Linked DNA regions of Mus musculus: regions 2, 3, 4, 5 and 6 are each linked to region 1. A link is a contact called in public Hi-C, HiChIP or PLAC-seq and capture Hi-C data. All regions are on one chromosome and are shown on one strand. Each heading gives the region's core, a stretch centred on a gene start, on an enhancer-like site or on the middle of the called end of the contact. The rest is flanking DNA. Distances are from core to core; before and after follow the strand shown.

Region 1 (3,941 bases), core at 987-3,486:
CAGACAGATAACATAAAAAAATAAATGGATAAATAAATAAATAAATAACAAACATCAAGGCTGTCTCCCCTCCTCTTTGGTTTTGATAGGGCACCAAGAGATTGCTCTATTCTATACTTACCTGATGGTAGGGATGGAGAAAGAGATAAAGGACCGCCCTGATCCCTGCAGAGATGCCTTCACCATAGGAATTAGTGAGCCTGTCTGAGCTAAGGTACTACTGTCAGGAGGGCATCAGAGATCCCCACCTTCTGCTCCCAGTGATGTCTGGCAGCTTCCAGAAGCTATCGATCTTGCTGGTGCTTTATCTCATTATCCCCTCTTACTCGGAGATTTCTCAAAACAAATATCAACTAGCAGAGTCCTTTCTTTGGGGCATGGGAGTCTACCCTGTCTTCCCGAGAATCATCAGTTTCTAGTCTTCCCTATTGTCCTCCCGTTTCCTTACACACATGCTCACCAACCCCCAGATCACACATTTCCTTCTGTCTATGATAGTTTCTACCCCACGATGAGTTAGTGTTCATTCCCCGACTCAGCATTTTCCAGATCCCCATCTCCCACCCACCTCCCTGCCTTCCACTAGAGACACTATATGAGTGTCTTTCCTAACAAGTCGAGATTACTCTGAATTCCTCAAGGGTCACCACTATCAAGAAGGCTTGATAGTGGTGACAGAATTGGAGAATTCTCCATGATGCTCCAATCTGGATGAACTTGAAGAGTTTGCGTTCCTCCTTTGTTACCTGGTGACCTAAGCAAAGACTCACCTAGCCATTGCAGGGAAGGTGCTCTGGATATGGGGCAGCCAACATAGGAGTGGGAGGGAATAAACACATGGAAAGCAAATTCTGCTCTTCAGCAGAAAACAAACCACCTGTGATCACTTTCCATGTCTCCAGATGTTGTCAGGGGACATCTGACACTATATGGGATGGAAGGTCACTCACAGTTGATCCTGTGGGTCCCTTGTGACCTGGGCAGGGAGAAGTCTCTATGGAGTTTCCCCACTTCCTCCCAACTCCCGAGGGCTAGATTGCTCAGGCCCAAGAGCCATCCAAACATATATCTGATTTCTAGGACCATCCTTTTGGAATAAGACTTAAGTTTAACCACCACTTGGAAACACATCTCTTCTTCCCTTCCTCTGGGGTCGTGTGTCTTCCATCCTGCAGGCAGGTACCTGGGATGAGGCTAGGGAAGTCCAAGCCCCTGGGAGTGAACCCCTGGGATCACTAGGTGCCCTTTTCAATGGTACTGCAGATAGGGGTGGGGATGTCAGCCTCTACATCTTTAATAGGCAGGGGCAGAAGAACTCGAATTAGGGAGTTGGGGCCTAGGGCTCTAATCTTGGGGGAGGGGTGGACTGATTGTCCTTGTAGAAGGCCAAGAGTCTCCCTCCTAGGGAACTTACTAGGGCCCCCTCAGGTTCAGCCACACACTGGACTTGCTTCAGCTCCTCAGAGAGCGAAATGTGAACCCTAGCCAGAGGGGGAAGCCAGGACAACCCTAATAAGCCAAACCCCCCCAGGAGGCCAGTTTCAGGACTTGAGCCTGGCTCACCGGGATCCCCACCAGGGGGCAGAGGGGAACCCCTGAGGCCAGCGGCAGGAGGCAGGACCAGTGGCTAGGAATTGGCCACCTAGCACACTCTAGACGCTCTAGCTTAAGGCAACGGATGGAAGAGGGCCAAGGAAATCCTTCTTTTCTCTGAAAGTTTCAGGCCAGTCCTCCTTGGTGGAGATCTGTCTATCCACATCCCGCCTAGCGGGCCTCCCCCACCGCACCGCCTCTTTCTCTGGGCACCAAAGGGTTGAAGGGCTGTGCACCGGGCTCCCTCCACAGCCCAGTCTCCTCCCTGCGCCCCCTCCCCGCGGTGCTGGCCAGCGACTCATAGCATCCCGGGCGCTGTCCCCCTCCCGTGCGCAGCCCCCCTGCCGCCGACCCACCGTGGGGTACGGGAAGCTGCGCTCACTCTAGCTGTTGGCGCGCTCCGGCCGCCGCTCGGCTCCGAGTCCCCCACCCACCCACCCCCGCGTGGACACTGGAGTGCGACCCCGAGCTGCACTCCCGCAGCCTGAGGTCAGGGCCTGCTTCGGGTGGCCAGCGGCCGGCCCTCCTCTCGCCGGTCCTTCCCCGCTCCTCCTCCACCGCCCCCGCCGCCCCCGCCTCCCGGCCGCCCCCGCCGCCGCCGCCCCAGGCCGAACGCGGGCGCGGAGCGTGGGAGCCATGGCGCGCGAGCAGGAGAGGGACCCCGAGCGCAGGGAGGCGGCGGTGCGGGCGAGCGGCGAGGAGGAGGAGGCGGCGGGGGAGGAGGGACTGAGCGATAGCGACGAGGGCGACGGCGTGGAGACCGGCAGCGGCCGGGAGGAGGGAAAGCAGGAGGCGGCGGCCGGGTGGGAACGCAGCGAGGACGCGCGGCTGCTGCGCGCAGGGCTGCCTCCTGCCGCCGTCCCCGCCGCGGCCGCCCGCGACCCGAGCGGACGCCGCCCGCCAGGGACGCCGCCCGGCTGTCCGAGGATGCCGCCGCCGGGCGACCAGGACTGCGCGCGCCGCCGCAGCCGCCGCCGGCGGAGGGACCTTCTGCTGAGCCAGCTTTGCTTCCTGGCCTCGGTGGCGCTGCTGCTCTGGTCGCTGTCGAGCCTGCGAGAGCAGAAGGGTGAGTGCTCGCCGCCTGCCCCGAGTGGGCGCTGCGGCTCCAGCAGTTCGGGCTCTCGGGGCTCGGTGCCCGGCGAGCTGCGCTGGGTCCAGCCACACCGAACAGGCACGGGGACACTCCGGTCTCTTGCGGGGCTAGGGAGGAAGGGGTCTGGGCTCTAGGACTGCAGCGGTGGAGGAGTGACCCCTTGGGCACCAAGAAGACCTTTTCCTCTTGCCTTCTGCCCCTTTCCCACAGCCTGGCTGGTAGTGGCGGCGGTGACAGGGAGGGACCCTTTCACTACCAAGGCTAGTAATAAAGTTGTTCTGACAGCAATCAGTACCTGTGCAGGTAACCAACCACCTGTACTCCTGGCTTACTGAGGGAATGCAGGGTAGGCTGACCAGCTCACAGCCGGTTCTCCACGTGTTCTCCACACAGAACAGGTGGGGTGGGCAGTGGAGAATGCTCCTTGCCATCTTTGCGATCCAAGAACAGGTGCTGGGAACTTACTTCCGTTAGGAGAAAGTGATAGCTACCAGTCAGGGTTTAGGAATGGGCATGCTCCCTTAAAGGGTTGCTCAGCAGGAACACATGGATTCATTTCTCAAGGCTGGCTTGCTTCCTTTCACCGACTTGATGCTGGGGGCGGACCACTCTATGCTGCCCACTTTTTCCTTGGTGCTTTGGCTGGTGGTGCATACACACGTGTACACACTTGTACACACACACACACACACACACACACACACGATAGTTTGGTTTTATCTTTGCCCTTGGCTTTTTTTGGAGCTAAAATAGACATTGGGGAGAAATGTGCTCAAAACAGTTGTCCATTGGAAACAATTTGGACTCTGGGGTGCAGCTGTGTAAGAAAAAGAAACAAAACAACCTCACAGAAAGGAAAGACTTGAAAGAATAACGGTCGTAAAATGATTTCTTATCCTGGCTTTTCGAATATCAGGGTTTGTGGGGAAGCAGACAAATAAATGATTGTGGGGTAAAACAGTTACAGCTATGTGCTGTACTGTTAAGATAGGCACAGTTCTAATACGTGGTGCTTTGAAGCACACAATAAAAGCATTTTGATAGCGATGGTGACATTTTAAAAGGTGCCATCAATCAAGAAAGGGTTTTCCCTCACCATGGCTGGTGTGGTGCCTCATGGTGAAACTCAGGGGTCATTCTGAACTTAGCAGATCTCTCTACGGACTTCATCATATATGGTAATAGGAGAGAAGCGGGCCTGGTCTTCAGCAAAACCCTTAGACTCCATGACTCTCTCTATTGCTTTTGAATCTCT
Region 2 (3,941 bases), core at 1,058-3,557, 740 kb after region 1:
AACTAAACTAAACTAAACTAAAATTTTATTATATTTAAAATACTTAGAAACCTTATGGTTATAAACCAGAATCAGAAGAAAATTATGAATATCATCCAAACTTCACAACCAGCTAGTTCAAATCAACACTGGATCATGTCAGAAAAAAAAAAGTTGCAAAATATTTTGACATGGCCAATTAAAACAAAAAGCAATACTGGATACCCCAAGTAGTAAACTCTTCTGAGTTTCATTTTTATTATCTTCCACTTCTTTGTACAAATCTGTGAGATGCAGAAAATGGATATTGATGAAAGATTCTTGACCCATAAGAATACGAGTGTCCCATGTGCTGTCCAGTGGAGAAGTAAGAGGACACTGCCCTGTGGATGCTGACCAGCGGTCCTGAGCACCTTGGCCATTTATTTACTCTGTTTTTTATTGATGTTTGACACAGGGTCTTGCTATGTAGCACAGGCTGGTCTGGAAGACAAGATTCTCCTTCATCTTTCTAAGTCCTGGGATCATGTTTGAATATGCTGTGTGTATTTTACTTATAGTTTTCTTTGTATAATGATACACTTATTCATGAAAAAAAGCAAATTTACTTACATTCACTGGCTTAAAACATTTTTATTCTTGAGAATTTCATACACACATACAATGAAATATGAGCATATATACACCCATCAAATTCATATTCCCCCACATGTCCCCCCCTCTCAATTTTGTCTTTGTTTTAACCACATGCATTTAAAATTTTCCTTGAGTAGACTACCATATCTCTCTTACTGGTTAGTTCAGACTCTTTCTGACTTTGTCCATTTTTTCCATTTGTATAAGCATCATAACCTCAACTTCCCTCAAAAATATATTTTACTGTTCATTTCATGGCATATTTTGCCAAAGTAAGTGAATAGAGGGTAGAAGCTGAACTCATGGTGTCAAACTCCACCTTTCTACCATAGTAGCAGTTATATATATACTTTCGGGCCTGTCATACCCATGTTTACAATTATTCATTGTATAATTTACTTCATCAGGCTTAGAGACAAAGCTTGGCGAGGAGCCACTGGGACTACCTGCTCTTTCAACCATTTGCTTTCTTCTCCACCACACCTGGCCCTCAGGTTTGGCCAAGGAATTCCCAAGACACCTGCGGAGCAACTGAGTCCCAAAGGAGTTGGGGATGTGAGTCTGCTGTAATGTAGGCATCTCGCTGAGTTGGATTGGTTTGAGCTCAGCAGCATGTTCTCCAGGACCACCCCAACTGCTGGTAAGGAGAAGAGGGGAAGGCAGCTTCACAGCCCGACAGTACATAGTCTCCTCAGTCACTGGGTCTATGCCGTGGAGACGCTGGGCTGGTGCTTAAAATGTAGCAGGCCAGATGAAAGAATGTAATTCCTAATGGTTAACTTTCAACTTAGACATGAGATAATGTTTCATTTGGTTATTTGGAAACATGTTTGGATTACTTTGATAGCTCTATCATCTTGTATGCATGTATTTGAGACGGTCACACTATGTGTCCTTGACTGGCCTGGAACTCACTATATAGACCAGGGTTTTCGAGGCTCACTAACAGCCTCTTGTCTCTGTCTCCTTACTACTGGGATTACAGGTGTAAGGCACTATTCCTGGCTTGATCTGCTCTTTAATCACACATTTATTAAAATCAGCATCGAAAACAAATAGTTCTGATCATTTTTCTCTCGGATTAAAATAAACTGCAAATATATGGACCAGATTTCAAAGTCTTATTGCCAAAATAAGATAAGATATTCACATTTTTTATACAGATAATCTTTCTTTCTTTCTTTCTTTCTTTCTTTCTTTCTTTCTTTCTCTTTCTCTCTCTCTCTCTCTCTCTCTCTTTCTTTCTTTCTTTCTTTCTTTCTGTTCTTCCTTCCTTCCTTTCTTTTTCTTCCTCTCTCTCTCTTTCTCTCCCTCCCTCTCTCCCTCCTTTCCTTCCTTCTTTCCTTCCTTTCTTCTAAATAATTTTAATGTGCTAGAAAATTTAAGGTCACATCCCTGGTTCATGACAGTGGTTGAGAGAAGAGGCCCTGAGCCATCCTTTTAGGGATCACTTCCTAACTCACCCTGTGAAGCATCTTTGTAGTTTTGAAGCTTGCTTTTACGATTTGGCTCTCTGACTCCAGCTTCTTTCTCCTTGTTACTACTCTGCCTACTTTTTGGAAAGGGTCTGCGGGGCGCGGATCATTAAGGCAATTGCTGATTTCAGCCGCCAGAGAGAGCTACGACGCTACTCTTGTTGCCCAGCAACCTCTGGTCCGGAAGTAGTTCTTTGTCCCACCCCATGGCGGCCGCGGGCGCGAGTACTTCCGGTAGTGCGGGCGCGGGGTCGCGCCGAGCGGGTTGGAGGCTGGCGGCGGCGCAATGACCACGCTCCGGGCCTTCACCTGCGACGACCTGTTCCGCTTCAACAACATGTGAGTGAGGCACGGCCGGCCTCTGTCTTCGCGGCGCGGGACGGGGTCAGCCTCGCGGGGCCGTGGGCCGGGTGGACGCTGCGCGGGCGCGCTGACCGGTGACCTTGGCCGAGGCGCGGCGCTCCCGGTGCGCCCGGGATGATGCGGAGCCGGGCTGGACACCCCGCGCCCGCTCCCTGAGGCGGCCTCACTGCGGAGGGAGGGCGGGGAAGGAGCGCGGTCCTGGTTAAATTGTATCCCAGTGAAGTAACCTTGCGATGCTCCGGGCCCTCTCAGCAAGTTGTGGTTTGTGCTTGGTAGTTACAGTAGCGGAGCGCCCAAAGTAGACTGCCTTGGGTTTTTTTCTTTTTCTCTTAAAAAAAAAAAAAAAAAAAAAAAAAAGACAGGGTTCATTTCGTATCCCTGGGCTCCAGGAACTCTCTGTAGACGAGGCTGGCCTAAACCTCACAGATATGTCTTCCTGTCTTACTAGTGCTGGGATTAAAGGCATGCCCCACCACACCCAGCTAGACTACATTTTTTTTTTTTTGGTTGGGGATCCAATGTACTGAAGACTCCCCGGTGCTGTGTGGTTTCTTTTCAGTCCAAAATTTAAAAACCCGTGATTTGCCGTTCTCCCCTTCTCGCTTTTTAAAAAGAAAAAAAAATTTAGTTTGGAATCCAAATTATGACCATTTAAAAAGCTCAGCATTTCACCGCGAACTCCTGTAGACACATGACCTCGGTTATTTGCTTGATATAACGTAGTAAGAAGTATGGACCGGAAGGTTTAGGTAACAGAAGGGAAGAAACTCTGGGATGATGGACATTTCAAAGAGGGGATGAACCTTGATGAAGGAAATTTGGCAAGGAGGAAACTCTGGAGAAGGCTGCAGGAAAATGGAGTGTGAAGCAGGGTAGGCCTTTGCTTCAGGTGAAGCCAGGTTTAATTATCGTGTTTAATTGGTTCAGATCCGATCTTGTGAGATTTCGGTTAGGTCCCGCTTGTGTTGAATCCTCTGTGCATTTTAGTACTTGTGGCAGGCGCTCATGTAATAATAGGCCCTTAAATCTTCACAAATTCTGTCATGTGCTGATGTCCTCAGTTTCTGGGTGAGGGAAGGGATTGCACACACAGAACCCTGACGTGGAGTAGGTGGAGACTGGCCCTGGTGGTTGTTAAAAAATTGGTCCCATGGAGCTGGAGATGGTTCAGTTGTTAAAAGTACTGGGTGCTCTTCCAGAGGACAGGGGTTCACTCCACATGGAGGCTCACACTTGATTGTAATACTAGTTCCAAGAAGCTGCTGGCCTTTCCTGGCTTGAGTAAGCACCAGGTATGCATGTAACACACAGACATATAAAACCCATACCCATTCAATAAATGAAAAAGGTTGATCCTGGCACTCAGGCTGAGGTTGGAGGATCACAAGTCTGAGATCCTTTGGTATCCACAGGAGATTGATTCTATGATACACCAAGATTCAGTGATGTGCAACCCCCTTATTGCAATGGAGTGGTATGCAAATAGCC
Region 3 (3,941 bases), core at 796-3,295, 640 kb before region 1:
TTGGCTACTACATAAGAGCGTGTCTCATGAAAAACAAACACATACATACCACTCTACAAACCATCAAAGAACAACATTTTCAACATGTGGAAGATTTGCCAACGTCTAAAGCCCCAATATAGAAAACATACAAAGAGATCCGTCAGTAACACATGAACACAGACTATGGCAATGTTATTTCTAAATAATTCAAAATACATGGCTTTCCTACCGGATTTCATTTCCAAAAGAGTATTGGTATCAATTTCATGGTTAGCTTTTCCAGGTTGAGGCACTCGCAGTGGTATGATCTGAGGGGCACACACTGAGCCAGCAGTCATGTTTTCTCCTTATAGAAAAAAAATAGATTAAAAATTTCCATCATGAACCTATGCCTAAACACGAAAACAACAGAGTGCTACTTATTTTAAATGCATTGAAGCCAGAAGAGCATTAAATTAATATGCCACCTACAGATAACGCCCAGTTTAATTAATGAAATTATTACACGTTGGCTGTATGCTTGCTCTTGACGTCTGCTGTTGGATATTCACCTAAACACTTTACATCTAATAAAGACAAACAGATGAATTCGCTAGGAGGCTGGAGCTGCTTTAAAAGGGCAGGTCCACGGATGAGGCAGAGCAGAATCCACCTCTAACGCTCTGAGCTCAGTTCCCTCGAGATCATTCACTCTTCACTGCCTTCAGCCAGTGCGCGCGCACATGCACACACACACACACACTCACTCTCCTGACTTCAAGGCAACTCATTACATAAGGGGAGCAGGTAACTCTGCACGTAGCATGAATTACTTAGAGCCAAATCTTAAAAGAGGTTCTAACCCCCCACAGTCTCACCTTTGCAAACCACTGCAGTGTATTGTATTTTGGAAAATATACTGCAAAGACTGCAGAGCATCAGCTCTCAATAGAAAGGAAGTTGACATGGATATAAACCCACAACCATCATTTCCTATTAGCTCTGCTATTTTGTAAATAACTAGCAGGGCAGAAACCTTATGGGTCTTTTCTTTGAGGTGGGGAGGAGTCCTCTTAATCCAGTATTTGCAACTTGCACTGTAGCTTCAACGATTGTGGCTACATTATTATTCAATTATAATGTACATATTCATCTCACTTTTATAATCAACATTTTGCATCCTCATTTCGCCCCCCGCTCCCCCGAGACAGGGTTTCTCCGTGTAACAGCCCTAGCTGTTATGGAGCTCTACCTGTAGACCAAGCTGGCCTCCAACTCACAGAGATCCACCTGCTTCTGACTCCCAAGTGCTGGGATTAAAGGAATGAGACACCATGCCTGGCTTACAATTTTTCATGTAACAATTTGTTGTTCAGTGGTGAGGTCATTTTTTTTTAAATGGTAGTTGGAATTCTGATCATGTTGCTGTGAACATGTTTGCGTTTTGACATATCTTGTTCTGGAAAGCGAGATAATTAGAATTAAAAGACGAATTTAATGCCTTTTTGGATTCTTCCAGATTGAGGACCAAGAATAAAAACTACAGGTATCTGACCCTTCAGAAATGACGCTGGATGTAGAGGGATTCGCCTACCTTCACATTTCCCTTCGAGTGAGAGTCAGCTAAAATAAAGATAGCTGAAAACTAGATTCTAAATAAACACCGTTGGTTCGAGACTGAAGTGCTCACGGTTAGCTATTAGCTGCTCTTGGAAACCTGGGGTGGTCACTGGACCTCACAGGAAGGAGACAGAGATGGCTGATTCGCTAGGTCCACACCGCAGCCTGGTGTCAGTGTCATGCCACCAGCATCTCCCAACATCCTGCACCTGAACCATCTCCTCGCTGCCCAAACCAGGACCCAGACCCTGCGTCATGCCCTCGGCCTCGCGAGGCAGTCAGAGATGCCTAATTCCCTCCCAACCCAGTGAGAGATGCCCTTCTCCTCACCCTTCTCCAGCCTCAAGGACAGAGATTAAGGACCCCCGACGCAGCACCGCCGCCGCCAACCCGTTGTCAGGTTTCTCACGGTCTCACCACAGCTCCTCCGCTGCAGCTTGCGTTTCCACAGACGCTGCGAACCGCGCCCCGCCCATCGGGAGCCGAGCAGATGATTGGCAGGGAAATCGACATCCTAGCAACCAGCCCCGCCCTTGTCTCTGGCTGCAGCCTCCGTCTGGTACCCGCCTCCAGATCCTTCTGCGACACTTTCTTGTAGGTGTCCAAGAATATGCCTTCTCGGCGGCTGGAAGAGGCTGAAGGGTGCGTACTGGAGCCAGAGGCTCTTGTCCGACAAGCACTGAAATTTGAGACAACGGAAGGGAGTCGCTGTGGCGACCCTGCCGAGCAAGGCGGAGCAGGCACAGCACGGGCGCCCCAAGCCGATCCGATGAAGAAGGCCCAGCGCGACCGGATGAAGAAGGTCCCTCGCCTCTCTCTCAAGCCTCGGTCCCCGGCGCGCGCCTCCACCGGTTCCCGAGACTTCCAGCGCGCTCCGAGGGGCCACTTTTCCTCTAGTCTCGAAAACTGCCCTCATGGCGGAGGTGAAGGTCAAGGTGCAGCCGCCGGACGCGGATCCGGTGGAGATAGAAAACAGGTACTGCAATAAAGCTAGGCTCCCGACGCTAAGCGAGCAGTCAGCTGGGTAGCGGGACCCCCTTCTCTCTCAGTCCCGCGGGGAGAGGCTGGGGTAGACTGGTCGAGCACGCGGGAGCGGGGTTGCCGGGTGTCTGGGCGACCCCCCCGCCCCGATTAGGGAGAGTAGAACTCTTCAGAAGCTCTAGAGCAGCGGGACAGCTTGAAACGTTGTGGAACTGGGTTCTCCGGGATTCTATTAGAGCACTTGGAACGTGACAGCAGCCAGGGCCAGAAGAGAGACCTGCATTTTCCCTGTAGTTCTTGGACATGTGTTCGAATCCAGGATTGCCCGGTTGCCAAGGGAAGTTCTATAAGAGAACGTTGGGGCCAAATGAGGGTTCAGTTTGTGATTACAAAGGACCATTGAGCCAAGTAGGTTCAGTGAGTGCCTTAACTCCCGTAGTGCACATGTGTTTCTAGGTTATAATGTATTTAAAAGACGACTTTCTCAACATTATTATTGTGGATAATAAGTTTATTACACCTCCAAACAAATTAATCCCTCCAGTTTGTTTGGAGGGGATAATTCTCAAGACTCCAGTTATGGTGAATCACTATGCTGCCCCCCACCCCCACCCCCGAATATTCTATTTGCTTTCTGCCCACAGACCTTGGAGTCACTTTGCTGTACTTATTCCCATTGACAACATTGAGCTTTTTAGCTTGACTATCGTGTATCTTCCTTATTTGCCTTTAAAAGCAAGCAAACATAAACCATTTATACCGTTGTTCCTAGAATTATAGAATTATGCCACCAGTTCCCTCATGGAATCACAGATCAAGTAATTCAGAACGAAATGCCTCACATTGAAGCCCAGCAGCGGGCAGTGGCCATCAATAGACTGTTATCCATGGTAAGGTGAAGTCAACCAATTCATGTAATTTGTTGTATATTCTGGTTTTCATTGCTTCCTGTCATATCGTTGTGATGGCTAACCTTATGTGTCAGCTTGGCTGGGCTCTGAGATCCTAGATATCTGCCTGTTTGCTGTTTCTGGGATGTTCTAGAATGTGGTATTTGAACTGATGTGCTGACTGTAGGCAGTGAATGGGCACCATCCAATTTAGTATCAGCCTAAGCCAAAGACATGGAGGACACAGGAACTTGCCCCAGCCCACTCTGAGCCCCAGGGCCAGCCTTCTGCCTTCACCACTCTGTCCTTAGACTTTCGGATCCCATCTATACCATTGACTTCCCATCACCGAGGTTAATGCATCCGGTCTGTGCCATTGATCTGTGCCGCTGGCCTTCTCTAGTCTCCAGCTTGCAGGAGACGTACAAGAATTCTCCCCCCACCTTAATTACACGGAGCAATAATCGCATAATAAGCCTCCTTTCTAGT
Region 4 (3,941 bases), core at 915-3,414, 620 kb after region 1:
TTGAACCAAGGTATTGAAAAATTTATAGTTTGGGAAGAAAACCATTGGAGTCACAGGAATGGTCATGAAATAAAATGTCCAAGCACCAAAAACCTTGTACACATCTAAACACACTCAGGCACATCCCAATCTGGTGTGTCCCCAGATTGGTAAGGTCTGCATCTCTCCGCATCTCCTGTAATTTGACATACACCACCTCTGGCACTTGTCTTGGTGTTCATGTCTTGGAGAAGCCTTAAAAATAAGAAAGGACATCACCTTCCTCCTTTAAAGAAATACAGCAATCTGCAGGCCCCACAGAATCTAAACTAGGTGTTTAATCAGGACTGCCTGAGTTACAGGTGTATGTGCGTATCAGCCGCTAGTTAAATCACCAGCAAACTAAAGGAATTCAGACGACTCCGTTGCCAAAAGAATTCCTTGTGAGCTCATCATGAGGAATGGTTTGTATATGGAAAACCCTGGAACAGAAGAAAGAAACTGTTCTGCATGAGGAATGGCGTCTTGGCTCTCTCTTAGCATTTCCTGAACTGCCAGGCTATGTGGAATCTCCTGCCAGGAAAATGTCCAGAGGTAAAAAAAAAAAAAAAAGACAAGCTTTAGGTTTGTTTAAAGTGTGTGCTTCGTGAAAGTGTCTGAGTTTCTGGGTCTAAACGGTTAATCATCTGCTGCCCAGGGTTCCCATCCCTCTCCAGTTCTGAACACAGCGCTGTGTTTTCCCTCTGGAGTGGTGCCAGTCTATGGACGTTGCTAATAAGGATGGGCTTCAAAGGCCCTGGAGCTGGACTTCCACTCCGATGCTGAGCCGGGAGCGTGAACCTCTGGAGTCAGCAGGATTGCCGTGAAGCTTGCCATCTCTCCAGGAGGGTTTTGGATCACTGTCCTTCATCCCAGCAGGATCACAAATGGAACAGGATGCCAGAGAGAAAGTGACCAAGACATGGAGCAACAAGTCAACTAGAGGAGGTTTTGAAAGGAAGGCTAGGTGCGTGAGATGCTGTTTTGCCTAGATGAGATTCCACACCTGAGTCCAACCTAACAGCTCACTGTGGGTGTGGGTTGAGAGACAGTTTGGGGGGCATCAAAGGAATCTCTACAAAGTCTCTTGCTTTTACACTTGTGCATTGCTCACTGGTAGACTTTGCCTTTCCCCTTGTTAGACTGTCACTAGCGCTGACCTCAGCATCCAAGTGTCTGATGCTGGCTCTGTCATCCAGGCTTTGGTACCTCACCACTTCATGCCTGCAGCCCAACCACTTTTAATATTCCTTAGTGATTCAAGTGATGTTTGCACTTCCTACTTTCTGTGTTGCTTGTGTCTGCAATATGCCCTGGCTTGTACATGTTATAGCAAGTGGGTTGAAAGGCATGTTTGTGTGTGTGTATGTGTGTGTGTGTGTGTGTGTGAGAGAGAGAGAGAGAGAGAGAGAGAGAGAGAGAGAGAGCCAGCCCTTTGTGAGATTTCTGTTTAAACCTGTACAGTTTCACTGGCTGTACAGTTTCACTGGGTAAGTAAGGCTTTGGGGACTTCCCTTGCCACCCCAAGACACACCTGTCTCAGCCAGGTCTCTTGCACCAGGTGTGTGTACCCAGCTAAGACTGAAATGAAGATGGAAGTCTTTGCAGGGTGTGTGCAGATATTACTGGTTTCTGTCCTAGGAAGGGAAATTCCAAGCATGATAGTCTCGGCGATGATTCAGGACCATGTTGTTATCCTGCCTTTAAATTTTTCCTCTGTGTTCCAAAGTGAGCCCAAGCCCTTGGATGATCCTGGAGCTGTTTACATGCGTCCCCTTACACAAATGAGCTCTGTAAACACTGACTCTCTGGGCTGCATCCCAGTCCCACTGGCTTCTAAGGGGGGAAAAAACAGAGGGATTTCTCCCTAGTGCCCTTCTGCTGACCTTGCCTGCCCGGGAGGAGAGCTAACTGAGGGAATGCTGACCTCACTCCCTAACAGCAGGATTTCCTGGGACATAGAGGGATCCATTCTTCTGCGATCTGCCATATGAAATCTATAAGCTTTCACAGCAGATTATGGGGACAACTAATATTGGTTCCTTTTGGACTTCAGCTTGGGGTCAAGCAAACACACAAAGCCATCTTTATGCTCCCTGAAGTCCTGAAGACCTTCTACGTCAGCTGCTGGCAGAGGGGGTGGGGCAGCGAGGTGGGGCACAGTCTAGGAAGAGTGCTGGCCGCGGCAGGAAACCGGGCTGAAAGGAGATGTAAGGGCTTTGGTGGGAAATAAATGGCACAATGTTGTTGACGGAAAAAGATCTTGGCAGGACTGTTGTTGTGAGTGCTCTGTGGCTTAGAAAGGAATTTCCTACAGGCTCCACTAACCATTGAAAATGTCTCTACCTTCAGGAGTCCCCGGCATGTTGTAGAGCCTCGCTGGGGGAAATGTCAGCGTGGACCATGGGCGCCCAAGGTCTGGACAAGCGAGGAAGTTTCTTTAAGGTAAAAGGAAACTAACTGGATTTGGGATCTCAGCTCTGCTCCCTCTGCGCGGCAGCCTGAGGAGCTGCAGGCACCCGAAGCTGCAGGCTGGAGCTTAAAAGCCTGCTGGCTAGACCAGCTGGGGCCAGGGGAGCTTGCCTGTGAGCACGGTGGTGCTCAGCGGGCTGGGGCTTTTGTGGTTTAATAGTTCCTCACTGGCTGGGGTCTGGGTCAGAGATGCCACACGGTGAGACCCTAGAGGGGCTCTGAAGTGGTGTGCTGTTCAGGCTTTTTAAGCTAGGGAATTTCAGGATGAAAGCTGGACTTTGATTTCCAAAAAATTAATGGTGTGAGACCAGTGTATTCGTCTGACTGAATCATTAAAGAGCAGAAGAAAAAGCAAAGCAAAGCAAAACAATGATTCCAGGACCTCACTTTAGGCTGATCAAATGTTAGTTTCTCAAACACTCAAAGGTTTCTTATGGTGGGGCAAGGGGAAGACAAGATTAAAGTCATACAGCTTGTCTGTTTCACGTGGGCATTGCTGGGGCTAAAGTAACTTTCTGGTTTAATGAGAGATTTTTTTTTAAGGTTATTTTATATGGAGTGCGTATGTTTAAGATTTGATGGCCATTTCTAATGTGAACTTGCAAATTAGTTTTCCTTTTGTGGCTTTTTGACCTGTTTATTCATATCCTCAAATAAATGCAAATTTATTTTGGAAAATCCTGACTCACACCTCACCCCCTGCCCTGGGGATTGGGGGGGGGGGGAATAGACTAAAGGAAGTTAAATGTGCACATGAAGTGTATTGCAGTCAGGTGTCCCAAACAATGGTCCTTGTCCCCAGAGGAGGCGCACCAAGGAAACCTTATTGCTTTATTACTGAGAAGGGGGGTGGGGGGAGTGCTTGTGGTTAGTAAATCCAAAGCCCTTAAGTGTTCATAAGTATGTATGTGTATCTGTGTATGTATGTGTATCTGTGTTTTCTATTTCCAAAGAGATTGAGACTGATCATATGTCAGAGGTTGACCCTAGAAAATCCATCAGAAACCTTGTTGATAGAGCAAGCTTTATTGAGCTTATTGCTGAAACGAGGGCCAAGAGTCTCATCAGTGTCTAAGCCAGGGACCCCTGGGAGGTGCGTTGGTAGGTTTTGGTTGCTGAGTCCCAAGTCCTTTAAGCTGAGTTCTCCAAAGCAGGGTGTAACTGGATTTTAGTGAAGCTTGATAGTAAGCAACATCTCTGATTGGGTTTTAGCGAGGCGTGGGAGGGAGTGTCTCAGAACTGGTAGACAGAGGTGAGTCTTGTTGAGTAAACCATTGACTAGCATGCTGCTCTCCCAAGTGAGCAAACTTTTGAGACTTCCTGCAGCAAACAGAAAGGCTATTGACTGACTCATAGCCTTAAGGCTATGGACAGGAAGATCCTGGAAGAATCAAGTAATGTTGACACAAATGACCTCCGCTCTCCGTGCAGGTCGTTAAGCTGTGTCTACA
Region 5 (3,941 bases), core at 699-3,198, 610 kb before region 1:
TAGTGCTCTCCGTCTCGGTCATTTATAAGACTGCCACACCAAAGGGGAAGAACAGTGCCTTCTTTTATAGTGCACCAAACTTTAATCTTTCTGATTTTTTTTTTTTTTTTTTTTTTGGACCTGGGGCTGAGACTGTAGAACTAAAGCTGTATGTTCTTTATATGTCAGTGTGTCTGCCTGGCTAGAATGAAAACGAAAAGACTTACATCTGTTTCTGTGAGAGAACAGGATATCTTGCTACCCGCGTTGAGTCACAATAAGTTAAATTATTATATTTCTCCAATTAAAAGATCTGTGTTACAGAAACAAGTACTTTGTTTGTTTTGTTTTTCGTGACAAGGTTTCTCTGTGTAGCCCTGGCTGTCCTGGAATTAACTCTGTAGACTAGGCTGGCCTGGAACTCACAGACATCTCCTTGACTCTGCCTCCTGAGTGCTTCGATTAAAGGCATGCACCACTATTGCCCTGCAAGTATTCTCTTATATAAATAAAATACTTCTAAATTCCCCCAAGTAAGGACATTCAATCTTGTATATTTTGAACATGCAATTAAAAAAAAATCCTCTCTACAGAAATTACTAGTGTAGAAATAATCCAGGTCCAAAAATTGAAAGGGAAATATTTGACAAATAAAATCATATTAGTGTTTGTTATTTAAAAAGCGACTTCTTTTTTTCAGCGTTAGATATAACGAACATGTATATTTTATTTTACATTTTACCTTAGGAAGAGATAACTGCATTTCCCAAACATAATTTAAGGTTTTAAACATGCCATCATTAACATTGTTATGTTTATGATGATGAGAAAATGTAAATTTATTTTAAAGATTGTAATGCAAACAGTAATATTTTATAGTACCACCTATTTAAACTTAAGTCCCTATGATTTATAGACGTCAAAAAGTTTGATTTAGCCGGGTGTGATGGCGTGTGCTTTTAAATTGAGGAGGCATAGGAAGATAGAAGAAAGCAGGGCTTCCTGAGTTCCAGGCCAGCCAAACCTACAGCTAGGCTCTGTCTTAAAGAAAAGTTTGCATTAGTAGGAAACTGGGTTATTTAATGGGTACTCTTTGAATAACATGTCTTAGCATAACTGTAAGATTTTAGTTGGCGGGATGAAGGGTTGGTTGAGTGGCTATGTGTATACTGCTGGAGTTCAGTTCCTAGCACCCGTGTTAGAGGATACACAATAGATTCTTCTGGCCGCTGCAGGCACTACACACTCGCTGAATTTGCTGCTATTTATTTATTTATTTATTTTTGCCACTTGTAAGAAAGTGTAAAAATGACTGCGGCGGTCACAGAAAAAGCTGTGTTACCCATCAAAACGGACTCTGATAGTTTCCTTAAGTGTCTGAATAAGACCATCCCCAATTACTCACTTCCTTGCTGGGGAATGGCAGGAGGATGTTCACCAGAAACAGTTTTTATTGAGCACAGAAACCACAGCAGCAACGAGAAGGGAAAGTTTTGTACCGCGAAGAGAGGACCCGCACCCGCACTTGCTGAGCTCAAAAAGATCACCAACTAGCGGCCGAGACTCTCTGTCCCCTCCTAGCCCCTTCCCGCAGGCTGAGGGCCTCTCCGGACAACTCCGGGCTACGCGTCCCTCTTCTCGCTTCCCGGTAGCTAGGCGATGAGAGGGACTTCCCCCTGAGGCAAACAGACGTCATGTTGTGTCAGGGCGGTCCCCTGAGGAGTGCTGGATGCATTTGGATGACGGTTCCGCAGGCGCCGAGGTTCTGTGAAGGAGAAAAATTTCAGGATATATTCAAGAAAGTATGTATCCTGAGGAATTCTACATTCTAAAGTTTGTTGGGTGAGAAACCACAGCCTTGCCCTATTCAAAGATGGAGGCGCAGCTTTTCTGACTGTTTCACTTTCTCGGGTCAGCCAGAGAAGCGCTCTCTGATTGGCTAGAGCATGGCGCCGCGAAATGACGTTTCGGAGCGGTGACCAATCGACTGTGAGCTGAGGTGGACTTGGCGGTGGAAGCCGGAGTTGAGCTCTGGTGTCCGTGGGGCGCGGAAGGTTCAGTCCCGGTGAGTGGCTCCGGACAGGTGAGCGGCTGGCTCTGCAATGGTGAAGGGGCGCATAGGAGGAGGGCCGAAGCCAGACAGGCCGAGGCAAGGTGGGCTTGCTTATGGGAAGAATCAGAGAGAGTTGATGACCCAGAAGCCGGCTCAGAGTGACTCGTCCGCGCCGTGCCTGAGAGCCGACGGCCGGTTTCTGACTCCTTAGCCCTCGGAATTGGGGTGTTGGTGGTGGTGACTCGAACATCCGGAAGGACCGAATCCCCATGAAAACCTTGAGTTTTGCTTTGTGATAAGTGAAACCAGAAACCAGATCTTCAGTACAGGATTAGGTATTTAACTGTGTCTACAGATGGTTACTAAGTCCTGGAAAGTTATGTCCTGGAGAGCTTAGAGGGGCTAAGATATTTTATTGGATGCCTTTCTTTTATCCACTCACTCATTCATTCATTCTCTCTTCATTCACTCAGTCATTCATCCATTCGGCTATTTACCTCTTCAGATACCCTTACTCGTTGAGAGTTTGATAGGAGCATTTTTCTCAGCACATAGAATTTAATAAAAATACATAGAACGTCAGAGGATTCATGAATTCACTGAAAGCCTCTGTGGATTACGTGTTTAGGATTAAGAAGCTGGTTTAGAATAAATCGAGGAAAGGAGGCAGTGGGAAATAGGAGCAGGTGTTAATATGTTGATACTCGGGGACTTATACATTTACGTAAAGAACTTTATAGAGGGGTTACCATTATTTAATGGGGTTTGCTGAAGTAACTGCTGGAAATGGCGATGTTAGAATGTGCTGTGACTTATTTACTACCCCCCACCCCCACCCCCGCTCCCAGGCGCCTAAGTGCTTTCTGTGTAGTTAGGGTTTTATCTTCTTGTATTTGCCAGAACTAACAAGTAGATGTGTTAAGAGTTTCAGTTGGAACAGACATTTGGGACTTTGTTGTATAGAGTCTGTATGGTAGAATAATTAATTTGCTTTTCTGGGTATGTAAAATTGTCCTCACCCAAATTATTTGCAGGATATATCTATATATCTATATCTATCCCTATGTAACCCAGGAGGCTTTGTACTCTCTTGATTCTGCCTCAGCCTCCCAAATATGGAAATTACAAGAATATGCTTCCATTCTCATTTCACAGGTTTAGTCGTCGTCTTCTTCTTCTTCTTCTTCTTCTTCTTCTTCTTCTTCTTCTTCTTCTTCTTCTTCAGTTCAGTTTTCTGGCTTTCCTTTTTTTAACAGTCTACTTGCTTAAACATGTCATTTGCATGTGTGTGCACCTGTCAAGCCACTCATAGGCAACTTTTGTGATCTTAGGTCTTTCCTTCCATCTTTTTGTGGGATCTGAGGCTCTAACTCAGGCTGTCAGACTTGCGTGGCAAGCACTTTACCCCCTGGACCAGTTCATTTTGCTTTCCGGATTGGCTTGCTCAGTTGACCTTCAGTCACTCATGTGTCAATGTATTTTCAATCACACGTAGGATGCATTTGCTTAACAACATTGGGCTATCCGAGTCTGAAAGCTTCGTCTGAAAGACTTAATTGTTAAAGAGTCTTTCAAGGATGATCATAAGCAAACATGGTGAGGAAGGAGAACATGGTGAGACTCAATACAAAAGCAAACTTCCTTTCATAGTTGTGGTATGCCCACTAGAAATGCTTCAGTGTCAAGCTGCTTCCTGTTAATAACCGGATTCTCAGGTCACCATACAGTTCTGTTCTCTACAGTTAGCAATGTGGTGGGGGTGGCGGGGGGACAAACAAAAATCAAGGTTTCTTGGCATGTGGCATTTCATACAGAATTTACTTTGATTGATAAAGAAAGGAAGGGAATCAGGAAAGTTGTTGGATCATGAAACAGAATTTGAGACTTACCTTTCGACACATAGTTGAAA
Region 6 (3,941 bases), core at 1,025-3,524, 530 kb after region 1:
CATGGAGTTCTGATTTTCCCCTAAGCAGCAGAGCATAGTAACTGGTCATGTAGTGTTGTATTGTATCAGTGTTGTATTGTATCAGTGTTGTATTGTATCAGTGTTGTGTTGTATCAGTGTTGTATTGTATCAGTGTTGTATTGTATCAGTGTTGAATTGTATCAGTGTTGTATTGTATCAGTGTTGTATTGTATCAGTGTTGTATTGTGTCAGTGTTGTATTGTATCAGTTCTAAATCCTCTAGAGGTGGTGTAAGTTGCACAGGAGAATGTATAGATTATATGGAGGGCAGCATTTATGTAAGAGTTTTGGCAATGTGAGTTTTGGTAACTTGTAGGGCCCTGGGACCTGCCTAAGGTTCCTAAGGATGCCAAACTAAGAAATACTTGTATAGTGTTGAGCAAATAGGCTTGGGGTAATGATATTCTTAAGTGCATTAAATGGCATTTTTATTATTTTGGCGTATAAAACTCTGAGTTGGAGTAGAAGTATGGCCTATGTCACCTTGATCTAGAAAGAGAGCAAATATTGTAATCATTTATATACCCCCCTCAGCATTGTGAAGAAACAGAATTCTACAAACTTCAGATCCCCTGTTTGAGTCCAGCTAGGAGCCCAGGTGAGACCTGGCAGGCTCAGAAGCCTGTGGGAGCATTGAGTGGAGGACACGAGTGTGCAGAGGCTGGGCGAGACAGCACAGGCTACACCAACTGTCAAAGATGAGTCTCATCCTGAGGAAGGGGACTCTGGGAGAGATGGAGGGTGCTAGGAACACTTGCCTCTGGAAACTTTGTGATGTTGAGAAAGTCAGCAAAAGAGATAAAATGGAGGATCCTGAAGAAAGCAAAGGGCATCCCAACAGAGGGCAGACGACCCTGAGAGCAGACCCAACTGATAAAGAAATGACACCATTTTAACACTAGAGGGCGTGCTTGAATCAGGAAACCCAGTCAGCCACCCAGGCGCTGCCCTTGCTTGCACCGGATCTAACTAATGGTCAGAAAAGAAATGTGGTGCAAACCCAGGAAGCAGAAGTGTACTAAGCAGAGCTACAGCCTGAAGAAAATAGAGTTTGAAAGTCAAAGCATTTCCCATCATAAATGTTGTTATCATCTCTTAGGTGTAAACACACACACACAATATCAATCTTTCCCCCCCCCCCCCCCAAGGGAGGCTACAGAGAGAACTCTGTGGTTAAATTCTCTTTCAGAGGATCCAGGTTTGATTCCCAGCACCCAGGGAGCAGTTCACAACCATCTGTAATTCCAGTTCCAGGGCGTGTAAGGTCCTCCCCAAGTGTCCAACATGCAAGTGCTGCACAGACATACATGCAGGCAAAACACTCAGACACATAAAATGGTGATGATAATAATGGACTTAGAAAGGAAAAATGAGAGTGGATTTATAGTCCTCTTGTATGTGGGACTTTGCAGTTGTTGTTAACCTTGGGCTGTGGGGCCGAGAGTAGTTTTCCAATAGAGTTGAACAGCAGCCACCATCCAGCCTAGGTGTTCTCCTGGCCACTGGCCCATCAAGATGAAAAGTCTTAGCTATTGCCCCTCAAGCCTATGGGGCTTTGTGTCTACTTGTACCTGCTAGGATGGAAGAGGAATTTTGCCACATTTCTTCTGAGGATAAATTGAAAAGGAAAAGATCCAGTGATGTCCCTTCTGCTTCCTGGTTCATTCTTCTTACATCTGTGAGCTGCATCCTCTAAGCAGTTAGGTTGTTCCGAGGCCACCATGCTATGAGGAAGCCAACCTTAGCCAGAGAGGCCGATGACAAAGTCCGAGCTACATGGAGAAGCGACCTACTGCTTGCCAGCTGCCAGGCCATGCCTCCTCTCACCCCCCAACCCCACATTCTAACTCCAGCTACCATCTGGCCATGGCCTCATCCGACACTCTCAGCCAGAACTGCTCTGCTAAATTCTTCTGGAATTCCAGACCCTGAGAAACCATGGCAATAAGGAAATGAGTATTGTTTTAAGCCACCGAGTCTTGTGGTCTTATTACACAACAATGGATAATTAGGATGAATAAATCCTTAAGGAATAAAAACGAGTTCCAGAGAAAAACAGCAGCTTTACTTAACAACCTTTTATGTTCGTTTTTTGTTTTGGACAGTTCTCGAAGAAGCTGACAGTACAGAACATGTCGATTTTGGAGAAGAATTATGTCCTTCTTTGACTTGGCTTATAAACTAACCTTTCCCCTGAAGAAGAATTGAGATATTTTTAAATGACTTCCTTTTCCTTTTGTCTTTCTGTTTTGTAGCTGGGAAGGTTTAACTCTCCATGGCTTTTGGCAAAAGATGTGGGACAGATTGTTAGAACCATTCACTACGTCCATGCCTGAGACAAAGGTGAAAGGATGCAGGAATCTGTAGTACATTGCACAGAGGTATGACTGATTGGTTTCTTCCAGACTGGATGTGAGATTTACTACTGAACAAAATTCGGTAGGGTATAGGTGAGCATAGTAGAAGCCCTTGGTTATGCAGGGCCCACCACTTCTCCAAGAGGCTGCAGTTGAGGACATCTTTGACTCCATAGCTTGCTGGAACAAACCACTTCTCAGCCGCCTCGTCTTCAAATTCATCTACATTAAACTTAGTGAAGCCCCGCCTCTTTGAGATGTAGATCTTCCAGCAGCTAGGGAAATGGAACTTGGTTCTAGGCGGGTCCTTAATCGTATGTTCTTTAGAATGTGGCTTGGTGCAGATGGATATGATGACCCAGCAGATGTGAACCCTGGCCACTGTGCCTTGGGGCTTCTCAGAGGCATGCACACCTGTCTGGAGCCTAGAGTCGGGACAGCGTTGAGATTAGAGACAAGAATAACTGCCAGGAAATTGTCTCAAAGGTCCCTTAGGAAAGCAGACTGTGTAACTACCCATGTGGGCAGTGCTGGCAAGTTTTGCTGCCAACTTTAGATGCAACCAGCGTGCTAATCCCAAGGAAACACTTCCCTGAGCAAGTTGCCTCTGAGGCCCAGGGAACCCCTTCAAGTTAGGCATCCTCACAGGATGGAGCCTCCGATGGGTAGAGCTTTGCCCTCCGGACTCCTTTTGCCTTGTCTCAGGACAGTGCAGGGGGTTCTGTGGCATTAATTGCTTTAATAATCTCACTTGCTCTCTCAGCGCCGTCTGAATGCCCTCTTGGCTTCAACTTACTTCTGCTAAATAAGTTAGTGTGTAACTTTTACATTCCATTTCACTCTTGTTCTAAGGACGCAGGCATAATTAAGGCAGCTTCTTGATCGAAATATTATGTAAATGACCCCTATTCCCGGTCCTGGTGGGATCCCTGCTTGCCACTCAACGTTGGTTTTACCTTACCAGTGATTAACACCTGCTATAAAGCTAGATAATTACAACTAGCTGATTTCCTCATACCAACACCTGTACCTTCAGACATCTTCCCTGGGGTTTCAGTGGCCTGCTCTCTGAAAATGTCTTTGTCACCTTTTGTCTATTGCTCCAATCTGTTTTCTCCTGCGGGGTCACCAGAGTGACAGGGACATTTGACCTAAGTCGTCATGTCCTTCTCATTCACTTCATTCTGCCTGTAGCATCCTCTGGTGCTGAGGTCCAGTCTCCACTTTTATCTTTGATGAGAAAGAAATCTCTTCCATCTTAAGTGCTGGCACAGGATTCCTCACCTCCAGTCTCAAATTGCCCCTCCTCCAATTTCAATCTCTTGGTCCCAGACAAACCTCTTCATGTTACAGACCAAGAATAATTCCATTTCAATGAGAAAGGAACCTTTTTTTTTCTTTTTTGAAACAAACCATTTCAGTAGCTATCAAACCTGTTTTTCTAAATATGGCCACATCTTTTGTTTCTGTACACTTTTGGATGGTTCAGGTTTATCACAGTCTTATTAAGAGCGGCACCCAGAATTTCTGAGCAGAATGTCAGAGAGTGGCCTGGACTCTTTT

Evidence for each region. A called contact is a pair of places that touch in the nucleus more often than the background predicts. HiChIP or PLAC-seq counts read pairs in DNA pulled down with a chosen protein or histone mark. Capture Hi-C pulls out chosen DNA fragments and counts their contacts.
Region 2: a Hi-C map of uterus shows a contact between it and region 1, with 6 times the contacts expected there. The contact joins the promoter of Naa20 here to the promoter of Slc24a3 in region 1. A contact is called at or near these places in 3 of 39 promoter capture datasets (the 3T3-L1 cell line, the HPC-7 cell line and hippocampal neurons), 1 of 484 Hi-C or Micro-C datasets (uterus) and 4 of 115 datasets of contacts at active chromatin or transcription factors (astrocytes, bone marrow-derived macrophages, extraembryonic endoderm stem cells and 1 more).
Region 3: a contact with region 1 is called in a capture Hi-C map of macrophages, with 4 times the contacts expected there. The contact joins the promoter of Dzank1 here to the promoter of Slc24a3 in region 1. A contact is called at or near these places in 3 of 115 datasets of contacts at active chromatin or transcription factors (VIP interneurons, bone marrow-derived macrophages and large pre-B cells) and 1 of 9 other capture datasets (macrophages).
Region 4: a contact with region 1 is called in an H3K27ac HiChIP or PLAC-seq map of stem cell-derived neural progenitor cells, with 4 times the contacts expected there. The contact joins the promoter of Rin2 here to the promoter of Slc24a3 in region 1. A contact is called at or near these places in 2 of 39 promoter capture datasets (the 3T3-L1 cell line and hippocampal neurons), 10 of 484 Hi-C or Micro-C datasets (brown adipocytes, cerebellar granule neurons, cerebellum and 6 more) and 4 of 115 datasets of contacts at active chromatin or transcription factors (embryonic forebrain, forebrain, stem cell-derived neural progenitor cells and 1 more).
Region 5: a contact with region 1 is called in an H3K27ac HiChIP or PLAC-seq map of extraembryonic endoderm stem cells, with 4 times the contacts expected there. The contact joins the promoter of Sec23b here to the promoter of Slc24a3 in region 1. A contact is called at or near these places in 2 of 39 promoter capture datasets (hippocampal neurons and neutrophils), 1 of 115 datasets of contacts at active chromatin or transcription factors (extraembryonic endoderm stem cells) and 1 of 9 other capture datasets (macrophages).
Region 6: a contact with region 1 is called in an H3K27ac HiChIP or PLAC-seq map of oligodendrocyte precursor cells, with 12 times the contacts expected there. The contact joins the promoter of BC039771 here to the promoter of Slc24a3 in region 1. A contact is called at or near these places in 1 of 39 promoter capture datasets (hippocampal neurons), 3 of 484 Hi-C or Micro-C datasets (neural progenitor cells, palatal mesenchyme and uterus) and 3 of 115 datasets of contacts at active chromatin or transcription factors (embryonic forebrain, embryonic midbrain and oligodendrocyte precursor cells).

What each region holds. Positions count from the first base shown.
Region 1 is chr2:145,165,539-145,169,479 of GRCm38.p6, forward strand. It overlaps Slc24a3 (solute carrier family 24 (sodium/potassium/calcium exchanger), member 3), which reads left to right and starts at 2,237. Exons shown (of 17, transcript NM_001356497.1): 1 at 2,237-2,659. The coding sequence starts at 2,521.
Region 2 is chr2:145,900,934-145,904,874 of GRCm38.p6, forward strand. It overlaps Naa20 (N(alpha)-acetyltransferase 20, NatB catalytic subunit), which reads left to right and starts at 2,308. Exons shown (of 6, transcript NM_001141965.1): 1 at 2,308-2,429. The coding sequence starts at 2,377.
Region 3 is chr2:144,525,369-144,529,309 of GRCm38.p6, forward strand. Dzank1 (double zinc ribbon and ankyrin repeat domains 1) reads right to left here and starts at 2,046. Exons shown (of 21, transcript NM_172859.3): 1 at 1,912-2,046; 2 at 212-328. The coding sequence starts at 320. Polr3f (polymerase (RNA) III (DNA directed) polypeptide F) reads left to right here and starts at 2,377. Exons shown (of 9, transcript NM_029763.3): 1 at 2,377-2,557; 2 at 3,335-3,452. The coding sequence starts at 2,496.
Region 4 is chr2:145,783,952-145,787,892 of GRCm38.p6, forward strand. It overlaps Rin2 (Ras and Rab interactor 2), which reads left to right and starts at 2,165. Exons shown (of 13, transcript NM_028724.4): 1 at 2,165-2,228; 2 at 2,371-2,463.
Region 5 is chr2:144,554,281-144,558,221 of GRCm38.p6, forward strand. Sec23b (SEC23 homolog B, COPII coat complex component) reads left to right here and starts at 1,949. Exons shown (of 20, transcript NM_001252544.1): 1 at 1,949-2,044. It overlaps Gm34292 (a long non-coding RNA gene), which reads right to left and starts at 2,355. Exons shown (of 1, transcript XR_003953925.1): 1 at 95-2,355.
Region 6 is chr2:145,698,921-145,702,861 of GRCm38.p6, forward strand. BC039771 (cDNA sequence BC039771) reads left to right here and starts at 2,275. Exons shown (of 4, transcript NR_033220.1): 1 at 2,275-2,402.